Linked DNA regions of Rattus norvegicus: regions 1 and 3 are each linked to region 2. Evidence: chromatin contacts called from public Hi-C data. All regions are on one chromosome and are shown on one strand. The core of a region is the stretch at or near the end of the contact, and the rest is flanking DNA. Distances in the headings are between cores, read along the strand shown.

Region 1 (3,693 bases), core at 1,162-3,661, 420 kb after region 2:
TTGTAGACTAAAGCCTCCTGGACACAGGCAAGCCCAAGGGTAGAGAATGGGGGAGCAAGTGAGTACCGATCAACACAGTGGCATAAGCGGAAGTATAAAAATATGGTCTACTTACATCCATGCTAGACCCTCCTGTGCTCTCTGCTCTGTGCCCTGGGGAGCTGACCTGCAAGAGCTACACCACAGCCCCTGGCTTCTGATTAGTTTCTGCTTAGCCACTGGGAGACCCCTGCAGGAGATGGGCAGGAAGGGTAACAACGGACCAGTTACCTCCTGTCCAGTGTTTTCCTTTGAGGGCCCCCCAAACTGATTATACCTCTCGTACAAGAGTGTCCTTTCCAGTTTTCTCTCTGCACTCCAGGAGCCCTCTCTGCTGTAGGCTTGGGACAGTGTGAAAACCCTGTCCACCAATCTAAATAGTCCTGTTCATTACTGGATTACCCAATTTAAATATGCTGTTCATTCTGCATGGAGACCCTGATAGACACATTAATCTCCCATCAAAATGCCCTTCCTTCCATTTGTTTAATCTCCTTACCAAGGGAAAAATAACAACATGGTCACAGGCTGCAGACTCAAAACTCTTACCCCCAGGGCCTTGACACTTCACTTCCTTGCTCCAAACCTTTAGTTTTAAAAGCACACAATATTTTAGGGACTGGAGAGTTGGCTCAGCTATTAAGTGCATTGGCTACTTTTCCAGCAAACCAGGGTTCAGTTTCCAGCACTCACATAGTGGTTTACAACTGTAGTCTGTAACTATAGTCTTAGGGGATCCACTGCCCTCTTCTGGCCCCTGTGGGCATTGCATGCAGTGGTACACGGACATGGAGACAAAACTCTCATATTTATAAAATAAATAAATAAATCAGAATAAATAAAACTTCAAGATGTTATTTATAGTTTGTTATTTTAAAATTAATTTTAAACATCTATTTGGTGTGGTATGGTGTGTGTGTGTGTGTGTGTGTGTGTGTGTGTGTGTGTAGCACAGCGTGAATGTGGAGGTCAGAGGACAGCTTGTAGGTTTTCTTTTTTATGTGTAAGTTCTTTGTACCACACTCAGGTTATCATACTTAGTGACAAGTGCCTTTACCTAGTAGCCCTCAAAACCTATCTTTGGAAAAACCATTCCTTGGTGAGCATGCCCACAAGCACAGGTGTGCATACACACACAGATACACGCTACCTTTCCTGTGTTTTTAAGGTCTCCAGGGGTTAGAGGGAGCATCCAAATGCATTTTGCAAGCCGTGGCATCCAGCACCCCTTTTCTCCGATAGAACGCTGACAATGTTCTTGTCCCACCTAGAAAGACAATGACAAAGGGAAAGGGCAGGGAGCCAGTGCCTCTTCATCAAGATAAGTCACTTAGGGACCTTTAAGGTTTAGGCTCTCATTAGTTTGAGCAGGCAGACATCTTTAAAACCATATTACCATACTCCAGGCAAGTCCAGGGCAGTGGCTGCCTGTATTCCCGGGCTCAACAGCAAGTTGCAGGTGGCTTATATTCTGTTATTTCCATCGTTTCCAGCCATTATTACTATTGAGATCGTGTAGCATGTATCTCAGGCTGGCTTCAAACTCACTATGTAACTGAGGATGGTATTAAACATCTGATCCTCCTGCCTCTACTTTTCCCGTGGTAAAATTACAAGATGTGCGCCACTGCACCGGGTTTAATCAGTTCTCAGCTGCGCTTTCAGTCTTCACTTTCTCTCTGTTTTGATTTTGAGGCAGGCTCTCTGTAGTGGGTCTGGTTTGGAACTCACTATGTAGCCTAGAGTGATTTTACACTTGTGGCTATTCTCCTGCCTCAGCCTTCTGAATGTTGGGATCACAGGCAAGCTCCACTACCAGTCTCAGCCCTATAAAGTAAGGCCAAGTTCACTGCTGCCCTCACCATCCTCTGGGAGTCAGGAAGCTTCATTAATTGCAACCATAGGCATCATCACCTCCAAAGGATCTCTCTCTTCCTCTCCCTCCCTCCCTCTCCCTTCCTCCTCCCTCCCTCTTCCCTCCCTCCTCCCTCCCTCAGGCCCTCCCTACCAATAAGGAAACAAGGCATGAAGAGTTCAAGGAAAGTGGTGGGTTTGAGCTCCCGGGCACTGTCTTGGTGAGGTACTGACTCACACACTCTAGGAAGTTGGATCTTCATCAGGTGGTGGCCACCACGCAGCCAGAGCTCACGGTGTGACCTCTTGATCGAGGGAGGGGGTAAGGGGTGGGACCGTCTGGAGCTTGGGCCCGCGGCACCCCCGGGAGGCCCCATAGCCTGTTACCCCGAGAAAGCCCCTCCCCACGGGCGGAGACGGCGCCGAGGAGTCGCCGCCCTGGCCCCACCGCCTGGCCAGTACCCCGAGGCCACTGCAGCAACGCCAAGTTCTCCATCAGTCTGTCCTGGAGCATGGGTTGCTGATGGCCATGGAAGGCTACCGGGGCTTCCTGGGACTGCTGGTGTCCGCGCTGCTCGTGGGCTTCCTGTCGGTGATCTTCGTGCTCATCTGGGTCCTGCACTTCCGAGAGGGGCTTGGCTGGGACGGCGGCGCGCTCGAGTTTAACTGGCACCCGGTGCTCGCCGTGACCGGCTTCGTCTTCATCCAGGGCATCGGTACTGGGACCCTCGAAGGGGATGGTGGGGTCACTGCGCGATGGGGACCTGTGGATTCCGAGGAATCCATGAAACTAGGGAAGTTTCCTTCTGTGGGCAGGGCCTGAGCAGTCAGGATCGCGAAAACCCTGCTTCGGCGAGGCCTGCCTTTGAACTTGCTTCAGGTCTCCTAGGGAGAGAGGAAGGCGGGGAGCCCAAGTCTCCGCGCAGAGCGTGGTCAGCTGGTGCCTCTCCACCCTCTGCCCTGTCCTCTCCTCCCGAGCGCGAGCACCGGGCACTTCTATCAGTCACCGGCTGCTGTCTGGCTGTGCTCCACTTGTTGATGTGGCGAAAGTTCCGTGGCAGAGTTTTGCTGTCTGGAATCTGGCGGGGAGGTGTGGGCAGAGCGTGGCCCCGAAGGATGGCTGGAAGCTCGGGGTCGGGTCTCTCTCTCTCTCTCTCTCTCTCTCTCTCTCTCTCTCTCTCTCTCTCTCTCTCTCTCTCTCGTGTGTGTGTGTGTGTGTGTGTGTGTGTGTGTGTGTGTGTGTGTGTGTGTGTTGCTATGCAATGCCACTCATCGTCTTGACTGTCTCTTTCAGTTAATGTGGCGGCACACCATATTCATTTTTCCAAAAAGGCTGTGTGTGACATTGAGAATGCGTTCAGAAAAGCAACGCTGTTGTGTTGGGGTTGGTTAGTTAGCACAAACCATTTGAGAGGCTCGGAACTGGTTCTAGCAGCCTGGCTTCTCAACAGGCCTCCTCTCCTTCACCAAGACTGAAAGTCCCACAAACGAGCAAACACAGAAGCACTGGCTTCTTTCCTGAAGAAAAATTGTTTTTGTGTGTGTTGTCCCCGCCTACCCCGCATGCTTTAAACCTGTGCTAGGGCCTCCAGCAAGTGTGGCCAACCTTCTTCCATGGAAATATGAGGGAAGGTATTACTAATGCTCAGCTTCTGTGGTGTGAGGTAGGCATCCAAGCCGTTTCATTGCATAGTTCCCAGCCATTTGGCCACTACCCTAAAATGCGAAAAACATATCCAAGTTCCAAAGTTCCGACCACCAGAACCACTCTTCCCTTCACGGTGGAGCCCTTTAGTTTTA
Region 2 (3,578 bases), core at 711-3,210:
CTACCCCATTGCCACTCATGCCTTCTGTGCCAGACCACTAAACAAATGCAGGCACGCTTATCCCCTCTAACCAACGTAGAACCAAGAACTTTATATTTTCCAGATTTCATCTCCAAGTATGGCTTCTAGAAATGTGGGAATTAAATGTAGACAATGAACTCCATGGAACAAGAAGCTGACAAGCCATTTTGTGGTCATTTAACATTAGCGCCACTAGAAAGTCAATTATTTTCTTCTTACAAATCAGCCTACTTAATACTAAAGGTCAAGACCTTCTTTTAGAATTAAAAAGCCAACAAAATAAAAAATAAACTATACTTTAGCATAGTTCTTTCTCCCAAAAGACAAAGCAAAAAAAAAAAAAAAAAAAAAAAAAAAAAAAAAAAAAAAAAAAGACATTGCTGGCCAGAGGCAAAGATGAGTACATTTGAAGGTAAATATGCTATTGACTCAATGTACACACAAGATAATCCTGCCCATGCTGTTCCCATTCCTTAATATGGCCACTACTACTAGGGAATTCTGAATCTTGATGTGTATGATCTGATAATGGGGAGTGAGGGGAGCTCTCTTCAAAGAGGTTTCTTTTAAAGACTTGAAACTATGTTTCAGAATTGAAACTATGTGTCTGCCCGATAGCCTATGCTTCTGAAAAAGCTTTACAAATGGAAGGAAAAAGCCCATTCCTACTGGAGAGTTAAAATTGTCACGAGAAAAAAAAAGTTAACAAGCCCTGGGATAGCTTAGTCCAGAAGCCACCAGTGTTAGGGTCCACAGTGGCTTCAGATTCACAGAGTACAAGGTGGGCAGCAGCATTAGCCTGGGAAAGAGGATCCAACCTACCCAGTTGCACCCCCAGGAATGTGCTCTAGGCCTCCCAAAACTGAGTGTGCTAGGGCAGGTGAGGGACTCCTGAGAGGCACAGGCAGGCCTCCCATTGCCCAGATAGGGGTTCAAAAGCATACCAAACCCAGGGGCTGGCTGCTGCCCAGTCGTCCATCTCCTTAGGGCCTCCGAATGCTTCCAAGGGTGTGGGGATGGCATGCCTAACCCTCTCTTAGGCACTCAGGTGTGGGTTGCTGTGCTAACTCACTTCCTGTGCTAGGTCCTGCCAGGCAGGGGAGTCAATAAACAGTTTGCAGACGTAGAAGCCTCCCATAGGAGTTAGTGACTAGACAAAGCCGGAACTGACTTCCAAACCAGACCCCACATCTCCACATTACCCTTCTGCATATTTAAAAAGAAACTAGTAATTTGGTCATTAGTAGACAAAATAATTGAAAACTGAAACACCTAAACACACTGCCAAATATTATATTCCTTTTTTTTTTTTTTGGCAACTTCGGTGTCTACGTTTGATGACTACCCTGTCTTACAGAAGACTTCCTGCTAAGTGGATGAATGAACACATATACAGCAGGCAATTAACTCAGATTGGACGGTGGGGTCATGGTGTTTGGCCCAGGGCTTTCCCAACAGCCTAAGAGCCTTGAAGCTTACATGAAAATTTGGAATGGAGTCACTTCGTGGTCAGGATTCTTTGTGGAAGGCCGTGCTGAACAACCCACAGTGACATGCACGAAGGGACAGGAGCATATACTTTTCAATTCCAAGACTTGGGAGGGATGCATTGAAACTTTTCCATACTTCCAGAACTTTCTTTTGAGTGAGCTACTGAGTCAGTTCAAAAGCTTTCAACAGGAAGAGAACAGCAGTGGGCAGGGAGAAGCTTGGAGCTGCTTTCTGCTTTTCCATGAGAGGCGTCAACACCCTAGAGGCCTTTCAGGGAGGGCATGCATGTCCAATTTGTGGGTAGTCTCATCTGACTGCAGAAGGCAAGGGAACACAGCAGGGAGCACTGGTTTGCACCTCACTTTCATGTTACCTGAAGTGAGCTTAGACACGAAGGTGCTCTCCAGTGACTCACTGCCTCTGTGTGCACTGACATCGTTCCAACATGAGGGTGCTCTCCGGTGACTCACTGCCTCTAACTGTGTGTGCTGACATCGTTCCAATACTTTTCTTTGGGTTTGCTCTTTTATGATGATAAAAAAAAAAGTCACATATGCTCTTTGATTTTTGTCACTACTGAAAAGTGACATTTCAGGCTTCCAAAGATAGATAGGTTGGGCTTTGTCTGTCTGTCTACCTACCTACCTTTTATAGGCCCTGCCAGGCTGGCCCTGGGCTTCAACTAATGCTCCCACCTCGACACATCCCGATACTGAGGTTGCAGGTACTTTTCACTATGCTTAGCTTCCCTCCTCCCCTTCGGATGCATCAGTGACCATGAGGCTCTGTCACATCGGCTTCCTCTGTGGAAGAACAGACCCTCCCTCCTCCATCTTACTCCAAATGGCTGTTACAGAGAGATGACAGAAAAGCACAGAAGAGCTTCTGAGCAAACAGCATACTGGCCAAAGCAGCTTCTGGCTGGTTCTACACAGTTCCTGGGCCTTTCCCCTGCAAACTCGGTTCCTAGTCACTCCATTTGCTTGCCTTCCCTTTTCTGGGAATCCAATCATCTCTTCCTTGAAACTTGATTCAAACATTGAGAAATTACTTTTTTCTTGCAGGAATTTAAATTATCACAATAGACTTCTCTTTGTGCATAAGGCAAAAGCGATGATCTTGGAGTTTTTAAAAAAAGCAGTGGATGCTGGCATTTACTAAGTGCTGGGCATAGTTCAGAGTACAGTGACCTTTACTCCACACAGCGATGTTAGAAACTTGGATCCTCATTTTGAGAGCTGTCAGCGTCCTGTTTCCACACTGTGATGCTGTTTCTGTGCCCTCAGTGTGCTGCCTGGGCAGGTGATCCACACCCGCCCAAGCTGAAGGCTGGGGCTCCGCCTGAGGGATCCGAGCTGAGGCCTCAGGTACAAGCCACACACCCTGCTATTCACTTGAAACTTTCTACCATTTTGGTTCGGTTTTATGGAAACAAATTCTGAATTCAGGTTACACACTCAAATCTTACCTATTGAAGAAAAAATTTTCAGGGTGTCTTAGCATGGGAAAGCTCTGCTTAACAAGGCCCAAGTCTACTGCAACGGGATAGCCTCTGGGCAGGGCACAACTGTGAGACTCCTTTCTGTAGCAGGGCCTCTCTTTCTGTGGTCTTGTCTGGGGTATTCTAACCCCCCCCCCCCGCCGCCTCTACCTGAGGAATGTCATATAGCCTTAATTAGTTTATAGGATCAAACTCCTTTCTCCAGAGAAAACATTCATTCAGCCGGCATCTGAGATTACAGAAATGATTCCCCATGCTAACGAGGCATTCCAGGTTCCTTAAAGCCCCCAGCCAATGATCTTTGCTCATCTTAGATGTCCCTACCTTCAGTCCCTGAAAACTTTATAAGCCTCCAGTCACCCTAAGTAAAGATAATCTGCCTACTGACAAGCAGTAGTCGTGTGGTCATCCACTGTACATACTCCCAGGGCTTCCAAACTCCAACCCTTTCAACATCTCTGCTATCTTTGCCCCTGTGGACCAAGTCGGCCTATGATCCGTGAGGGCAGGGAGACCCACATCTTAGGAGACACTGTGAACAAGGTGACTCTTACAAAGAAAAACC
Region 3 (3,859 bases), core at 334-2,833, 330 kb after region 2:
AATTATTAAATGCATATCCATAGAGAGGTGCAGAACTAGAGTTTCATAAAGGTTGCTCATTGTCAGAGTCCGGATGTGCAGGGCCGGAAGTGCCTGAGGGAGAGCCAGAGATAGGACTTGCCAAACCAGCTATCAGCCCCAAGGACACTGACCATCCATAGCCACCCCCTCCCCTTCCTTCACCCCCCTGAGTGAGATGAGCCACCCTACCTGCCTGCCGAGCTGCTAGATAACACATACTCCTTGCTGATGTCATTTCGAGCCGAAAGTAACCGTGCACCTTTTGAATTGACCAATCATGTGTAACCTCTCGAATGCCCCTTACCTCCCCTATATAAACCCCCGAGTTTGGAAGCTCGGGGTCGATTCCTCTGTCTCCTGTGTGAGATACGTGTCGACCCGGGATCCCGCTAAGACCCGGGATCTCGTTAATAAAGCTACCTCTTGCTGTTACATCAAGAATGGCTCCTCGTGATTCCTGGGGGCACCCCTCCCTGCGATCGGAGCGAGAGACGCGGCTCCCCGTTTTGGGGTACGCTCTTTCAGAGGAAAACCAAATATCCATGCAAAATGTTGCTAAAACCTTAAACTTATTAATACAGAAAAACATTCTCTGAGTAGGTAACGGAGAAAAGAAGGAAGGAAAACTTCTGAATGGTCCTATTCTGGAAATGGAATACACACATGCACGTATACACAGTCCCTGTCTAGGAAGATGGTTCCTAACTCAGCCTCATGGATGATCTCAACACACCTTAAAATGTTCCTTCCAGGGTTGGCTTGTTTGTGATCTGTTTTGAGACAGGGTCTTAGGCTGGCCTAACCCAGGCTGACCTCGAAATTGCAATATAGCCAAGGCTGGTTTTGAACTCATCTTCCTGTCTCCACCTCTCAAAGAACAACAAAAATATTCTCAAAGTACCCTTGTACTTACAGAACAATTATTTTTAAAATTACGAAGTATATACATTCTATATGATCTCTATGAGTAGAGAGAAGGAGGGGGAAGCAGCTGGCCTGGGCACTAGGTGGCACTCACTCTAGAAAGGTCGCAGAAGCCCCATTAGGATGTCAAATTCCAGGGATCTAGAAAATTCCTATTCACCAGTCATAGCAGGCATTTGCTACCTTGTCTTTTGTTTTTCCTTCAAAATTATACACATATATGTAACAATCAAATAGGGTAGTTAGCGTTTTATATTAAACACTTATCATGTAACAATCAAATAGGATATTTAATATCATTAAACACTTTTCCTGCCATTGTAGCTACAGCCACTATTTTTGTTTGTTTGTTGTTTGTTTTTATTTGTTTGTTTGTTTTTGTTTGTTTGTTTTTGTTTGTTTTTCCACTTTTTTGTACCAGGCATAGGATGCCTCCGTGCCTCCCTCTTCCTCCCTCCCCTTCCTGTCCCCTGGTGACCACAGCTCTGCACCGCCATTTGCCATTATGCTGTTTTCTCTCCTCATTTAGCAACTGTGGTTCTGAGGCACCACGATCATTTCATTTATAGTACTTGTTAATCGTCAGACTGCAAACACAGATGGCCCTAGTCAGGTCTGCCCAGCCTTGCAAGGAAGCGGAAGCCAGCCCCGGGGAAGCTCTCCCGCCCTCTGCTGGGCATCTCCAGAAAGACAACTTCCAATCACAGGCCTTTCATTTTCCTTTTGGTTTTCAGGGAGGAATTTGGGAACTGGTTCTTGGAACTGCTTGCTGAAAAAGACAATTCCTGACTAAAACATTGCTTTCTTTCCTCATACCAAATAGAAACATCAAAATGAAACTGCTCTGTGAATATATTCCATCAAAGACATTGTGGGACTTTGTGTATCAACTTAAAGGTGTAATAAGAAAGCACCATGAAAAAACAGGCATGGCGTACCACATTGATAACCACAGGATTCCAGCAGCTAAGGAAGAAGGGTCCTGAGCTCCAGGCCAGCCAGGGCTACATAGCTGAACTTCTGTCTCAAAACTTTTAAAAAGAAAAAAGGGGCTGACAAGACGGTTGGTTCAGCAGGTAAAGGGGCTTGCCTTATATGCCTGGCACTGAGTTCCGGCTCACGCCTGCACTTGGGTGGCAGAGGAAGGAAGTCTGCTGCAAGTTCAAGGCCAGCCTGGACCACAAAGGTGTGTTTCACAGCAGTCAGTACCACATATCTGAGATATTGAGTCAAAAACCAAAACAAAAAATAGGACATCTTGCCAGGTGGTGGCGCACATCTTTAATCCCAGTACTGAGGAGACAGAGGCAGGCGGATCACTGAGAATGGAGGCCAGCCTGATCTACAGAGTGAGTTCCAGGAAAGCCAAGGCTACATAGAGAGACCCTGTGGCAAAAAAACAAACAAACAGCAAGGCCAAAACCAACCAACCAACCAACCAAACAAACAAACAAACAAAAAAAAAGGATCTTAAACAGAAATCTGCTAAAGACCAAAAAAGTCAACTTCAGAATCTTATCTATGCTCTTAGAAAGACAGCCCTGCCAGGCTCCATGGCTTTGGCCTCACTCAGTCACTGCCTCTCACAAAGCAGGAAACTAAAGTTAAGAATTCTCACGCTGGGGAGATGGCTCAGCGGTAAGGTGCACTTGTTCTTGCAGATGATGAGTTCAGTTCCTAGCACCTACATGACGGCTTACAACCGTCCGTAACTCCAGTTCTAGGGGATCTAGGGCCTTCTTGTCACCAACCTGGTCGCTAGGCGCACACACGATGACAGACGGACACCACTCATGACAGAGTACAACACTCATACACATTTAAGGGGTGGGGGTGGTTCTCGAGTTCTGGTCTTGCTTTCTCATGAACCTTTACAGTCTTGCTGTTTTCTCCTTTAGGAATGAAGCATTGAGGATCCAGCTCTGTTGACATGCCAACCCCAAAATCAATATGCAGAAGAGGAGCGAGGCAGTGAGATTCAGCTATGACTACAGAGATGCCCTAAGCAGCTAAAGAGCAAGGTGGTGACGATAAACAGATGCAGTATGTATTACGTTGCTCTAAATCCTTTCACCCTGGTGTCATCTCAGTTGGACCTCTAAAGAATTTATTGAAGCTTTGTCTTAATAGTTTAAACAATTGCTCCACAAGATTTTAAATCACAGTCTGGAACTGTTCTAAGACATACAGAGTGACTGCACATGTGCCATAGCCCCCCCCCCCCCCCCCATTCAGCTCTTGACTCAGTCTGGTGCACTTGTTACCACTGACAACAATGGACTACATTATCAACGGACTTCAGACCTCATCCCCGTTTCCTTCCTTTCCCCCAATGTCCTTTCTCCCTCCCAGATTTCCAGCTGGGAGGCCACATTACAACTGGCTGCCGTGTCTCCCAGGTCTGCTTCTGAAAGGAAGACTTCGTATCCGGGGTCCGGTGTTTTGAGGAGGGGTATTTTGGAGAATGTCTTTGGTGGACATTTATCACATTTTTCTCAGGACTATGGTCAGGGTATGAGGTTTGTTTGGGTTTGTTTGGGGGCTGGGGAGTAAAGCCAGGCCTTAGTACATGCTAGATACAACATGACACAACACATCAGGAGCGCTGCTCTCAGCGTGGCTGTCACTGCCGTTAACCTTGATGTCCAGCTGAAGCAGTCCGTACTTGATGAGTTGTTCCCTTGCTGAGGTGTCACTCCCCCACCCCTCTCCCTTTGTACTGTTCTTTGAAAGAAGTCACTATGGTCTGCACTCAGATTAATGCTGGCGTCAGCTTCAGTCGGAGAAGCTTATTTTTGCACAGTCAGAGGACAGTGCAGGCCCTTAACGGGTCAACGTGCTGAGAATAAATGACTGCCGGATGTCCGGTCATAGGGGGGCATTCAGGGCTGGTGACATGGCTCGGCAGAGAAAG

Evidence for each region. Hi-C and Micro-C count contacts between places; a contact is called where the count stands out from the background.
Region 1: a Hi-C map of kidney shows a contact between it and region 2, with 2.7 times the contacts expected there. The contact joins the promoter of Cybrd1 here to the enhancer-like site in region 2. A contact is called at or near these places in 3 of 12 Hi-C or Micro-C datasets (hepatocytes, kidney and psoas muscle).
Region 3: a contact with region 2 is called in a Hi-C map of liver, with 6 times the contacts expected there. The contact joins two enhancer-like sites. A contact is called at or near these places in 9 of 12 Hi-C or Micro-C datasets (the A7r5 cell line, Schwann cells, hepatocytes and 4 more) and 1 of 1 datasets of contacts at active chromatin or transcription factors (oligodendrocytes).

Annotation. Positions count from the first base shown.
Region 1 is chr3:76,340,182-76,343,874 of GRCr8, forward strand. Cybrd1 (cytochrome b reductase 1) reads left to right here and starts at 2,412. Exons shown (of 4, transcript NM_001011954.1): 1 at 2,412-2,609. The coding sequence starts at 2,417.
Region 2 is chr3:75,924,136-75,927,713 of GRCr8, forward strand. No RefSeq gene overlaps it. Among named protein-coding and RNA genes, the nearest start is that of Gorasp2, 43 kb to the left of the region's middle. Within about 2 kb of position 1,961, at least 12 of the 93 cell types and tissues checked have an H3K27ac peak or open chromatin away from gene starts, as enhancers often do. A contact at or near this core is called in kidney and liver, where this site is marked.
Region 3 is chr3:76,253,093-76,256,951 of GRCr8, forward strand. The region is part of intron 1 of Mettl8 (methyltransferase 8, tRNA N3-cytidine); the gene reads right to left. Among named protein-coding and RNA genes, the nearest start is that of Mettl8, 16 kb to the right of the region's middle. Within about 2 kb of position 1,584, at least 20 of the 93 cell types and tissues checked have an H3K27ac peak or open chromatin away from gene starts, as enhancers often do. A contact at or near this core is called in liver, where this site is marked.